Regions from separate parts of the Mus musculus genome. Here regions 2 and 3 are each linked to region 1. The links are chromatin contacts, called in public HiChIP or PLAC-seq maps. All regions are on one chromosome and are shown on one strand. Each heading gives the region's core, a stretch centred on a gene start, on an enhancer-like site or on the middle of the called end of the contact. The rest is flanking DNA. Distances are from core to core; before and after follow the strand shown. Region 1 holds the start of Abcd4 (ATP-binding cassette, sub-family D (ALD), member 4). Region 2 overlaps Lin52 (lin-52 homolog (C. elegans)). Region 3 has its middle 35 kb from the start of Vsx2.

What was found. HiChIP or PLAC-seq counts read pairs in DNA pulled down with a chosen protein or histone mark.
Region 2: an H3K4me3 HiChIP or PLAC-seq map of bone marrow-derived macrophages shows a contact between it and region 1, with 2.0 times the contacts expected there. The contact joins the enhancer-like site here to the promoter of Abcd4 in region 1. A contact is called at or near these places in 2 of 39 promoter capture datasets (3T3-L1-derived adipocytes and embryonic stem cells), 3 of 115 datasets of contacts at active chromatin or transcription factors (bone marrow-derived macrophages and embryonic stem cells) and 2 of 9 other capture datasets (adipose tissue and pancreatic islet).
Region 3: a contact with region 1 is called in an H3K27ac HiChIP or PLAC-seq map of embryonic stem cells, with 14 read pairs. The contact joins the enhancer-like site here to the promoter of Abcd4 in region 1. A contact is called at or near these places in 8 of 39 promoter capture datasets (the 3T3-L1 cell line, the HPC-7 cell line, embryonic stem cells and 4 more), 2 of 484 Hi-C or Micro-C datasets (both in embryonic stem cells), 4 of 115 datasets of contacts at active chromatin or transcription factors (bone marrow-derived macrophages, embryonic stem cells and large pre-B cells) and 4 of 9 other capture datasets (adipose tissue, embryonic stem cells, liver and 1 more).

The regions. Positions count from the first base shown.
Region 1 is chr12:84,615,250-84,619,186 of GRCm38.p6, reverse strand. Abcd4 (ATP-binding cassette, sub-family D (ALD), member 4) reads left to right here and starts at 1,721. Exons shown (of 19, transcript NM_008992.2): 1 at 1,721-1,904; 2 at 3,743-3,861. The coding sequence starts at 1,867.
Region 2 is chr12:84,513,645-84,517,581 of GRCm38.p6, reverse strand. All of the region lies in intron 5 of Lin52 (lin-52 homolog (C. elegans)), which reads right to left. Among named protein-coding and RNA genes, the nearest start is that of Vsx2, 54 kb to the left of the region's middle. Within about 2 kb of position 1,846, at least 4 of the 459 cell types and tissues checked have an H3K27ac peak or open chromatin away from gene starts, as enhancers often do. A contact at or near this core is called in bone marrow-derived macrophages, where this site is marked.
Region 3 is chr12:84,532,410-84,536,346 of GRCm38.p6, reverse strand. No RefSeq gene overlaps it. Among named protein-coding and RNA genes, the nearest start is that of Vsx2, 35 kb to the left of the region's middle. Within about 2 kb of position 1,981, at least 17 of the 459 cell types and tissues checked have an H3K27ac peak or open chromatin away from gene starts, as enhancers often do. A contact at or near this core is called in embryonic stem cells, where this site is marked.

The DNA of each region.
Region 1 (3,937 bases), core at 472-2,971:
TTGGTATCTTTGTCATGGACACGAAGCTTTGTAAAGATAACTGAGCTTGCCACTAAGCAAGTCTAAAAGGCTCTGAAAACAACTGGTAATTGTTACTTTGTTGACTTGTTGAGTGTTTGTTCCAGAGTTGACCTTAAGGATCAAGAGCTAGGAAGATACATTTAGATGCAAATGTGAAATGCCATTATTGTTTCCTTGAATCTCTCATTGGGCACTTTAGTCAGTCTATAAGCATTTCATACATTTCTCGTTTAAGGATCGCAGCACTTGGAGGCAGAGGCAGGTGGATCTCTGAGATCCTGGCTAGCCTGGTGTAGAGAGCGAGTTTCAGGACAGCCAGGGCTACACAGTGGAACACTGTTTCGGGAAGAAAAAACAAAAACAAAAACAGAATAAACCAAAAGAACCAAAACAGCTGCAATCTAAACCAAACCAAACCAGAAACCCACTATAAATCAGTAGTGTTGAAAACTGCAAATGTAAAGTGAGGATCCTCTACCCTTTTTTTTTTTTTTTCCCCTTGAGGCAGGTCTCCTGTTGTCCAGGCTAATCATGAACTCAGCGCTTTCTATGTATCTGAGGCATATCTGGAACTCTTGATCCTCCTGCTCTACTGCCTCAGGTCCAGAATTACAGGGTTGAGCTGCCATATATGTCTGGAAAACTGATTTATATGTTTATTTCTGTAGTGCTGGGGCCTTATGTATGACACGCAAGTCGTTTACCACTAAGTCACATCTACCCGACTTAAATGATCATGCTGGGGCTGGTGAGATGGCTCAGTGGGTAAGAGTACCCGACTGCTTTTCCAAAGGTCCAGAGTTCAAATCCCAGCAACCACATGGTGGCTCACAACCATCCGTAACTAGATCTGACGCCCTCTTCTGGTGTGTCTGAAGACAGCTACAGTGTACTTACATATAATAAATACATCTTTAAAAAAAAAAAAAGTCACGCTGGCCAGGCATGATGGCGCATGCCTTTAATCCCAGCACTTGGGAGACAGAGGCAGGCGGATTTCTGAGTTCGAGGCCAGCCTGGTCTACAAAGTGAGTTCCAGGACAGCCAAGGCTACACAGAGAAACCCCGTTTCGAAAAACAAACAAAAAACAAACAAACAAAATCACGCTGGGGAGAGATGGGACGTCCTGGAGAGATGGCTCTGTGGTTACAAGCACTGGCTGCTCTTTCAGAAGCCCTGGGTCTGTAACTAGAGTTCCAGGGACTCCAATGCCCTCTTCTGGACTCTGCAGGCACCAGGCACTCACGTGGTACTCATACATGCAGGCAAAACATTCCTATACATAAAATACATTTTCAAGAAAATCTTGTAAATCGTGCTGGGACCAGGGAGCCAGCTCACCCGATGAAGGCTTTTCTCGCCAATCCTGACAACCTGAGTTGGCTCCTCGGGAGCCCTCATGATGGAAGGAGAAAATTGACTCCTCAAAGTTGTTCTCTGACACTTACGCCCTGGTTCACAGTTCGCGTGAACACACACATAGCTCACTAAATAAATATGTATTTTTTAAATTAATTAATTTTTTAAAAAACAGATCACGCTGTCTTCTCTGGGAGAAAGTTACACTCGGAACTACCAGTTGGCAAAAGAAACCTCCCAGCCCCACAGGGGACGCTCTGGCCACCCGGCCAGCTCTATAACCTCTTGCTACTCTCTTGTTCTTCAGGAAAGGCTGCGCTTCCGGGAACGGCCACAGCGCCGGAGCCGTCTTCTCTATCTAGCGCGTCTCTGTGGTCGCCAGAGTCCCACCCCTTTCCTCCTAGGGCGGGGCCCCGAGCTCTGAGGACTCTGCCCGGGGAGGACACCGGGCTTGCTCGGTCGCCTCGTCGCTTGCATCCCGGGTCATGGCGGTCCCGGGACCCACGGCCCGAGCTGGTGCCAGGTGAGCAGGGCTAGTGAGGACGGCCGGGTTGTCAGGGACGCACTGCCTGGGCAGTGGGGAAGGGGCTGCTCCCCTGCGGGTCCTTCCTTGCAACTTTCCTTCAGTTTGGGCTATTTGGAACCCTGGCTGCACAGAATGGAGTTGACGCTGCCTCACTCTAGGTACTGCGGACCCCCCTCTTTTGGCATCTTCCTCCCTTAGTTTTCGTTCTCAATTCCGATCTGCTCTTGGCACACCCTCCTTTGCATTAATTTTTTTCAGACCCTCTTACTTAAATTATCCTGTTACCTTAAAATATATGTTGACTTTGGATTCATGAATCATGTTGTGATTTTTTAAAAGAGAGAAGTTTTTAAACTGAGCATTGGGTTTTTTAGGTCATCCATGCTATATGACTTTTCACTCCTGAATGGTGCTCAGCGTCACCCTGGATAGATTCTATTTCCCTAGTAAAGGATGCCTGGATTACTTCCAGTATTTCAAGCACCACAAAGTACACCGTAATGAATATCCTGGCAATTGTCTCTTGATAGATAGATACTGATGGTTTCTCTTTAAGTTATCCACCTCAGGATAGAATGCTGAGCCATACTTAATTCTATAATGTTTTGGGGTGGTCGCGTCCAATTTATAGTTCCTGACAGCAATATATAAAGGTTCTAGTGTCCCTTATAACCATCCCCATATTTGGTATTGTTTAGTTTATTTTTCCTAATATGTATCTAAATGATGTATGTAAGATGGTATTTTTTAAAGGTTTATTTATTTATAATATGTAAGTACACTGTAGCTGTCTTCAGACACCTCAGAAAAGGGCAGATATCATTACCGAATGGTTATGAGCCACCATGTGGTTGCTGGGATTTGAACTCAGGACCTTCAGAAGAACAGTCAGTGCTCTTAACTGCTGAGTCATCCCTCCAGCCCTGTAAGATGGTATCCTATTGTAATAACTTTATTTTTATTTTATTGGGGGGGGGCGCATGCACATGCACGTGTGATATGTGTGCCATGACACAGGAATGGAGATCAGGGAACAGGTTTTGGAGTTGGTTTTTTCCGCAGTGGGATCTGGGGCTGGAATTCAGATCTTGGCGACAAACACTTGGACCTTTTGCTGGCTGAGCCATCTTGTCAACTACACTGTGCTAACTTAGTACATTTATTAGGCTCGTGGATTGTCCCTTTCATAGACTGCCTGCTTATATCCTCTCCTCACTTTCCTATGAAATATCCTGATGTGCTGGGTACATCACGTGTTGGCGCACGCCTTTAAGTCCAACACATGGGAGGCAGATGGCAGTCAGATCTCTGTGAGTCTGAGGCCAGCCTGGTCTACAGAGCAAGTTCCAGGACAGTCAAGGCTACACAGAGACACTGTGTCTTAAAAGACCAAGAAAGAAAGAAACACCTTGACATGCGGAGATTCCTTGCATGTTCCAGCTTGTAACTCCTTATCAATTTCATTCTGCAAATACCTTCTCTCATCTCACCAAAGTCTGTGGTACTGTGTTAAATAAAATACGTAAGTCTAAATCAAGCCCACCAGTTTTACCCTGTATAGTTTGTAGGTTTGGGGTCTTATTTGAGAAATGTCTTCCTACTTTATTCATCATTATTAAGGTATCTTCACTAATTTATTTATTTATTTATTTTTTTACATTTGCTTCTGGTAGGTTAGTAATATACTTTTTCCCACAAGCATTCTGTATTCTACCATCTTCAGCATTCATAAGTCTTTTGTTTGTGTGTGCAAAGCCTGGACCCTATGAATAATAGTAAGGCTAAGCTCACTACCTTCTGTAAGGCTCAGCTATCCTCTGTCCTGACTTCTGCAGGCCCAGATTAGATCTGCAACTTGTCCAGAGGTTCGTGAGGATACAGAAGGTTTTCTTTCCTTCTTGGTCATCACAGAATGTCTTAATGTTCATGACGCTCTTGTGCGTGACCCTCCTGGGTGAGTGAATGGGCTTTGGGCAATAGGGAAGAACCGGGCTTTGGGGTTCCTTTCCCTGTCTCTAACAGGAGGGAGT
Region 2 (3,937 bases), core at 597-3,096, 100 kb after region 1:
CTGGCTATCCTGGAACTCACTCTGTAGACCAGGCTAGCCTCAAACTCAAACTCACAGAGATCTGCCTGCTCTGCCTCTAGAGTCCTGGGGTTAAAGGTCTATGCCACCACTGCCTAGCGTCACAGGCCAAACTGTATTTCAACAACACATCCTTACATTGTCAACAACTACCACACATCTGAATGATGGCCTCACTAATTCGACTTTACTTTGACCGTTCTTTTACTTCATAGATTTGTCTAATTAAAAAAAGAATGATTTATTTTATATTTATTTTATGTATGTGTTTATGAGTGTCAGTGTATACACATGTTATCTTAGGGTTTCTACTGCTGTGATAAAATACCATGACCAAAAGCAACTGGGGAGGAGGTGGTTTACTTCAGCTACAGTTCTACATCACAACCCATCACTGAGAGGTCAGGGCAGGAACTGAAGCAGAAACCATGAAGGAGTGCTGCTTACTGGCTTGCTCCTCGTGGCTTGCTCCGCCTATTTTCTTATACTACCCAGGATGACCTGCCCGGAGTAGCATTGCTCCTAGTAGGCTGGGCGCTTTCACATAAATTATTAATAATAATATTTTTTAAAATAATACAGGTTTGGCCACAGGCCAATCTGGTGGTGATACTTTCTCAACTGTGGTTCCCTCTTTTTAAATGACTTTAATTGTGTCAAGCTGACAAATAGGTAACCCAGACATGTGGATCTCATGGGTGTACTGCCCAAAGAGGCCAGAAGAGGGCATTAGATTCCCTGGAAGTGGAGTCTGTTGGTTGTGAGATGCTCCAGGTGGGTGATGGGAAAAAACCCAGGTTTTCCACAGGAGGAACAAGTGCTCTTAACCCCAGAGTCTCTCTCCAGCTCCCCAACCCAATTTATCCCATTTAAAAGAGATTACTAGTTACATATATATATATATATCTTCATTTGTCCAAATTGACCAGAAAATAAATTCATTGATGAAAAAGATTTTTAGAGCTAATTGAACTTGAAAAGATATACAGTAGCTACCTAGCAAGCTTTAATTTTAAAACTTTTCTTTATAAAATTATGTAGCATAGAAAAAATTGTCACAGTATAAAAGCATAACACTTTCCATCTTCAGTATTTATGAATTTATTTAAAGCTGAATTACAACCAGATAAGAGGTTATTTTCCCTGTGATTAAAAATAATAGCTACTTAAATCTGTGTTTTTCCCAATAATATCCTATTCTGATGTTTCTAAATGACCTTATTCATAATACTCATAAATTATGAGTTTGAAATAATTAGAACACAAAAATATTCTTAGCCAAAAAACAATTAAAGCATGTATAACAGTCTGCATCAGTCAACTCCACGGCTTAGTCTGCACCCAGCTAGTGATCTCTGCTGTGCAGGGAGAGGCACAATGGCCTTTGATGAGAGCACAGATCATCATCGAGGATTTCTTTACAAATAATTTAGGATCTTAAACACTGCTTGTGGGTAATCAATATGGCAAAACAGAATAAAAGGGAAATGTTAATCAGATTTTATGCAAACATTTATTATAACTTTTAATTACATTTAAACTTCCATTTTATTAGGTTTATTTACATTCAAACAAATATACAAGTGAAAGTAAAGAGAAGCACTTTTATAGATGCTAGATCACTTCCCTCAAAATAAAAAATAACTGGAAAGTAATTGTCTAGCAAGCTCTTACTTCATATTTATTAATATGTGTATGACTGCAGCTGGTAAGACACCGAAAAGCACTAAGGTTCTTCCTAGAACGCGCCTCTCCACTCCTCTGGGCACTGCCACTTCCTCAGGAGAATCTAGAGAGAGCTTAGTGACTACAGAATAGCCTCCCCAACAACTTGGGGGATGGGTGCAGAGATCAGGAAGTATCTCATTCCAGTGCACCGTGTATGCTTGACTCCAGCTAGTCATTTTGAAAGAAGGATAGTTGACTGTGAAAATGCCTCTACCAGGCTGACCTGTGGGCAAGCCTGTGGCACATTTTCTTGATTGATGAAGAGGGCTCAGCCTACTGTGGGTGGTGCTGCCCCTGGGCAGGTGGTCCTGGGTTCTGTAAGAATAAGCTTCAGGGAGCAAACCAGTAAGTCTTTGTGCCATCCCACTGTGTGTCTATACCACAATTGTTAGCTTACTCATTTACCTTCTGAAAAACTTTTGAGATGTTTCTAACTCATATTATAAATAAAGTCTTGAAACACGATGTCTTTGTGTAGAGAGTTTTTATGCATCTTGAACAAAAAATTAGGAATTTTATGTATATGGTACTTGCTAACTTTATTTATTTATTTTTAACTTATTTTTTTATTAGGTATTTTCCTCGTTTACATTTTCAATGCTATCCCAAAAGTCCCCCATACCCACCCCCCCAACCCCCTACCCACCCACTCCCCCTTTTTGGCCCTGGGGTTCCCCTGTACTGGGGCATATAAAGTTTGCAAGTCCAATGGGCCTCTCTTTGCAGTGATGGCCGACTAGGCCATCTTTTGATACATATGCAGATAGAGACAAGAGCTCCGGGGTACTGGTTAGTTCATATTGTTGTTCCACCTATAGGGTTGCAGTTCCCTTTAGCTCCTTGGGTAATTTCTCTAGCTCCTCCATTGGGGGCCGTGTGTGATCCATCCAATAGCTGACTGTGATCATCCACTTCTGTGTTTGCTAGGCCCCGGCATAGTCTCACAAGAGACAGCTACATCTGGGACTTGCTAACTTTATAAAACTAACAAACTTTTCCAAAATGACCATGACACCTGTAAGGTATGAGATTTAGATTTATACCTTTTCCAACACCTGCAAGGTCTACCTTTAGTTTTAGCTACTCTACAGCTATACACTGGTATGCTATTATGTTGTTAATCTACAAATACAACTTCCTTGAAGACTAGTGTTGTTAAAGATCATTTCTCTATGCTCACTAACCATTTACTTACTTCTCCTGTAAAGTATCAGGTCAAGTATTTTACCCATTTAAACACTACGCTCTGCTTCTTCTAACCTAGTCCTAGAGTGCTCAGGCTACACGGCAGGCCTTCTGGGCTCTATCATCACCTCCAGGTCCTAGACACCTGACTCAATTAGGTTTCTATTGCAGTGATGTGGTGGTTTGAATAGGTGGTTGAATAGGTCCCATAGATTCATGTGTTTGAATGCTTGGCCCATTGGGAGTGACACAACAAGTGTGACCTTGTTGGAGGAAGTGTGTCACTGCTGGGGTGGGCTTTGGGATCTTCTATGATCAAACTCCACCCAGTGTGTAACAGAGTCCCCTTCTGTTGCCTGTGGATCAAGATGTAGAACTCTCAGCTCCCCTAGCACCATGTCTGCCTGCCCACTGCCATGCTCCCACCATGAAGAGAACAGACTAAATCTCTGAACTGTGAGCCAGCCCCAAACTAAATGTTGTCCTTTACGAGAGTTGACTTGGTCATGGTGTCAATAAAAAAATTCAAGGCAATAAAATCCTAAGACAAGTGATCAAACACCATGACCAAAAGCCACTTGCAGAAGAAAAGGCTCACTCCAGCTTACAACTCTCAGGTCACACTCCATCACCAAGGGAAGTCAGGGCAGGAACCCAGGGAAGAAACCAACACAGAACACTTGGAGGAATGGCGCCTTCTGGTTTGTTCAGCCTAATTTATTTGTTTCTTCCTTTTTAAAGTTTTCGTTTATCTTATCTTTTGATGTGCATGAGTATTTTGGATGCATATGTTTGTGCATCTCATGTGTACCTGGTACCCACAAAAGCAAGAAGAGGTTATTGGCTCTCCTGGGATTGCAGTTATAAATGGTTGTGAACTAGGTACTCCCTCACTTAGATATCATATGTGGGTATTAAACCCAGGTCCTCTGAAAGAACAGCAAGTGGTCTTAACCACTGGGCTATCTCTCCAGCCCCTTCAGCTTACTATCTTATAACATCCAGG
Region 3 (3,937 bases), core at 732-3,231, 83 kb after region 1:
TATGGTGGCGTAAACCTCTCAAGATTTATGTGTGTGCATGTGCATGTCTATGTAAATGAACGCAGTGGATGTGGGTGCTCACCGAGCCTAGGAGAGGGTGTCAGATCAGTTGAAGCTGCAGTTGTGTACCTCCTGATGTGGGTGCAGGGAACGGGACTCGGGTTCTCTGCAAGAGCAACAAGTGCTCTTAACTGCTGAACCGTCTCCACACTATCTGTGGATTCTAGAACAGCCAGGTCTACCGTGCTGTCTCAAAGGGGAAGGGGACATAATTTAATTGAAAAGTGACTATTATAGCTCAGGAAATAAAACTAGAGGACAGTCACACCAAACTCCACCCCAAGTGCTTACTATATATGATCAGGAAGCAGACCTAGATCTCTCTAACCATCATCTCTCTATCCATCTCTACCTCTATATCCATGATCTCTCTATCCATCTCTACCTCTCTATCCATGATCTCTATATCTATCTATCTATCTATCTATCTATCTATCTATCTATCTATCTATCTATCTATCTATCTGAAATTGTTTCTTCAAATGGGTCAAAATGGCTCCTAAGTCCCCCAAGCCCCTTGATGGTTTACGTGTAAGTAAGGTCAGGTCAGGGCTTGGTCACACCCAGCCTTGTAGAAGGATCCAGGAGCTGACACTGTCTAGTGGACAAGTAGAACCCGTGTGGCTTTCAGGTGCACAATTGGGCACACCTAGCCCCGGGTGCTGTGTTTGTCCCTGGGTCCTCGAGGCTGGATCTTCCATGTTTCCTGCACTCTTGTCCCCTTACTTAACCTTCCAACCCTGCCACCCATCTCTGCTTCACAGGCTCGCAGTCCTCCCCGCACCCAGAGGCACCTCCATCATTTCTCCTTGACGTGTCTACTTTCATTTTCCTAGGACGAATCATTTGACAATCGCCGGCCCATATTTCTAAGCTCTCTGGGTCTTGCTGTGCGATTTTCCTGTCCTCTCTGGGGTTGGTAACACCAATCATCCGCAGGTTTCATTAGCATGCTGTTTACCCCAGTCTTTCAGATCATTAATGAAGACATGAAGTGAGCCACCAATCCTCACAGCCCCCCCCCCCCCCCCCCCCCGCCTGTGCTGGAATCATTATCCTTCCTGGTGTGACAGGGTCAGAGCCAAACCAATTTGCATCAATCTTTGGTAAGATTGGAGAGTGTCGCCTGCACTACAGTCCTCCCATAGTCACAACTGCCTCAGCCATCCTCCCTTCTGGAGTGCTCCCCTCTTCCTTTGGAGGGATCATCGGATCCAGCCACCCCTCTCATCTGGCTGAAAGCCTCATAGCTATGGTAATGGCCAGGCAGGACTCAGAGCTACACAAGTCCGCCATGTTGCTCTCTTTGTGACTTGACCTTTTTGGTAAACACATTCTGGCAGAGGAGGGGAGCAGATGTGGCCACCTTAGGATTTACTATTCTCATCTTGTCATCTGTTTCTACTGATGTATGGGTCAAACCTCCTCAGGATCCCCCAGAGCCTACCCAGGTGTCGGGGCTTGATGCCCCAGGTTGGGGTTGGCTGTTATGTCTCAGGACAAGGCCTAGTCTTCCTGCTTCTTTCCTGTCTTTTCCACCAGACACCTCATCTTGCAGAGACCTGAGTTGGAGTCCCAGGACCCATGTAAAAATCCAGGCCTAGCGGGGCATGCCTGCAGTCTCAGCACTAGGAAGGTGGGGACAAGATTCCTCAGGCTTGGAGAAGCAATGGAGAAAGACATCCAACAGTGCTCTCTGACCTATGCACAGGCAGACATGATCACGTGCACACACACACACACACACACACACACACACACACACTCTCTCTCTCTCACTCACTCAAAGGTGGAGGCAAAGCAACAGTGGCAGATGGGGCAGGAGGCTAGGATGAATGAAGAGCTCTGGGGTTTGCTTCCCTCTGAGCCACCCCATATTCTGTAGACTATTTCTGGCTCTGGGCTGGCTCACATGCTCATCACTCTTCTAACTTGATTCTTCCCTGCTGTTCCTTTGTGTGGAGTTAAGAGCTCAGGCCGCTGTCCCTGAGGCTTGGCTGCATCCAGGAAGGCACCAGGATGTGACCTTCAGCCTCATTTGACCTGAGACCTCAGGCTGGTCAGGCCAGGCTGCTCTCTGAGGGTGGAGGCTGAGGCCCCAGTGGGGCCTGTTAAGCCCTGAGAAGGGAATGAGAACCTGACCAAGCTCATACCTGGAAAAGCACCCGGAGCACTGTGGAGGGGTATGGAGCAAGGACCAGGGACATAGAATAAAGCAGGAAATGCATTCCAGGGTAGTGACCTGAATAACATCGATGCTCAGAAACTACCAGGAGGAAAAGCTGTGCCATGGTGATTTGGCATCATGGGAAGCCAGTGCCAGCTCAGAACCCTGCCAAGGTCATGGAAAATACTTCCCTCCAAGTGGTTCTCAGCATTGTCTGCTGAGTCAACCACTGCATTTCCCAAGTACCCTTGCTAGCCAGAGGTTACTTCACAAAGTGGAGGCTGCGGGGGAGGGGTGGAGATGGTACTCGGCACTAATTACTCCAAGGCTACCGTATTTTTCCTGAAAGTGTCAATAATTTTAACAAATGTGAGCAGGAAAAAAAAAAGGCACCAAGTCCTCGTTTAGTGGCCCTGTCAGGTAGCCATACAACGGTAAGATATGCCCTGCACTGATTCCCACATGGGGCAAGGACACACCTCACGACTCCAGCAAATTCCAGAAGTGTTATTTGCTACAGTGGGAGACTTAGCACATTTGGACTTAACATTTGTTACCATGGTGTCTCACACAGGGATGGTGGAAAAACAGTCACTCTGAGACTTTTGGCGCCTTTGATTCTATATAATTGAGCACTTTCTGGTTACGGGAGGTCACTCCCAACAATATCACATGTAGATCAAAATGAAGATGGAGAAATTCTGTTTAGAACTTGAGTTTCAGATACCCCAGGAAACTCTCCTTACATCCTTTGACCCTGGCTATGATTAAGTTTATCACTGTATCACCCCAAGTGTTCCTGTTGGAAATGGGTTGCAATCCTGGAGGAATCAGAATGTCCTTTATCTACCAGCCAACCTTCTGAGTCACACAGAATACAGCCAGTTATGCGTGGGCAAATAGGCTACGTGTGTGTGTGTGTGTGTGTGTGTGTGTGTGTGTATGTGTGTGTGTGTTTAAAGAGATCATCCAAGAGAGACTGGGGTCAGTCCACAGGGGAAGAGGCAGACATGAAGGTGACAGGGTTCAAACGTAAGCGAGCTGAGGAATGGAGCCTCTGGCAGGCCATGTGCTCGTCGAGGGTAGACTCTCACTCAGGCTCTGTGTAAATTCTCTTTGACATGGTGGTAAGAACCTCACTGCAGGTCTGGGTATGGAGGTCTGGGTGTCGTACCTCAGTCACCGTGGTACCGCAGTCACCATGCTGCAGGCCATGCAAGGAGTGAGGGCTGGAGGTAAGGAAACAGAGCGGGCTTCCAGGAAGGTCAGAGCTCCAGTACTTCAGACTCTGGCTCCAGGGATGGAGCCTAGGCTGTGCCAGTGCAGTTCTGCTCTGCTCCACAGCCTGTGCCTTTTGGGCTTTGGGAAACCTCTCACGAGTTGCTTTGTTTAGAGACCGTGTTCCCCATCCCTCCTCCCTGCATCTGTCCCCTGGTTAGAGTTGTATGAAGCGGAAGACAATCTGGGGCTTATTAGTGTCCCAGGGAGACATGTAACTGTGCTGCTGGGACCCAAACAGCAAGAGTCTTAGCAGCAAACTCCAGCCGAGAAAGGACTGAGGGATTGTCTCACCTAATTACAGGGAATGGCTCTCTTTGTATTTGTGATTCGGTACGGTTGTCAGATCGCTTTTGATCGCTTTTCTCCATTTGCTGGCTCAGGCCATGCTGGAATTGTGCTAATTAGAGGAGAAATGGACAGAGTGATCCT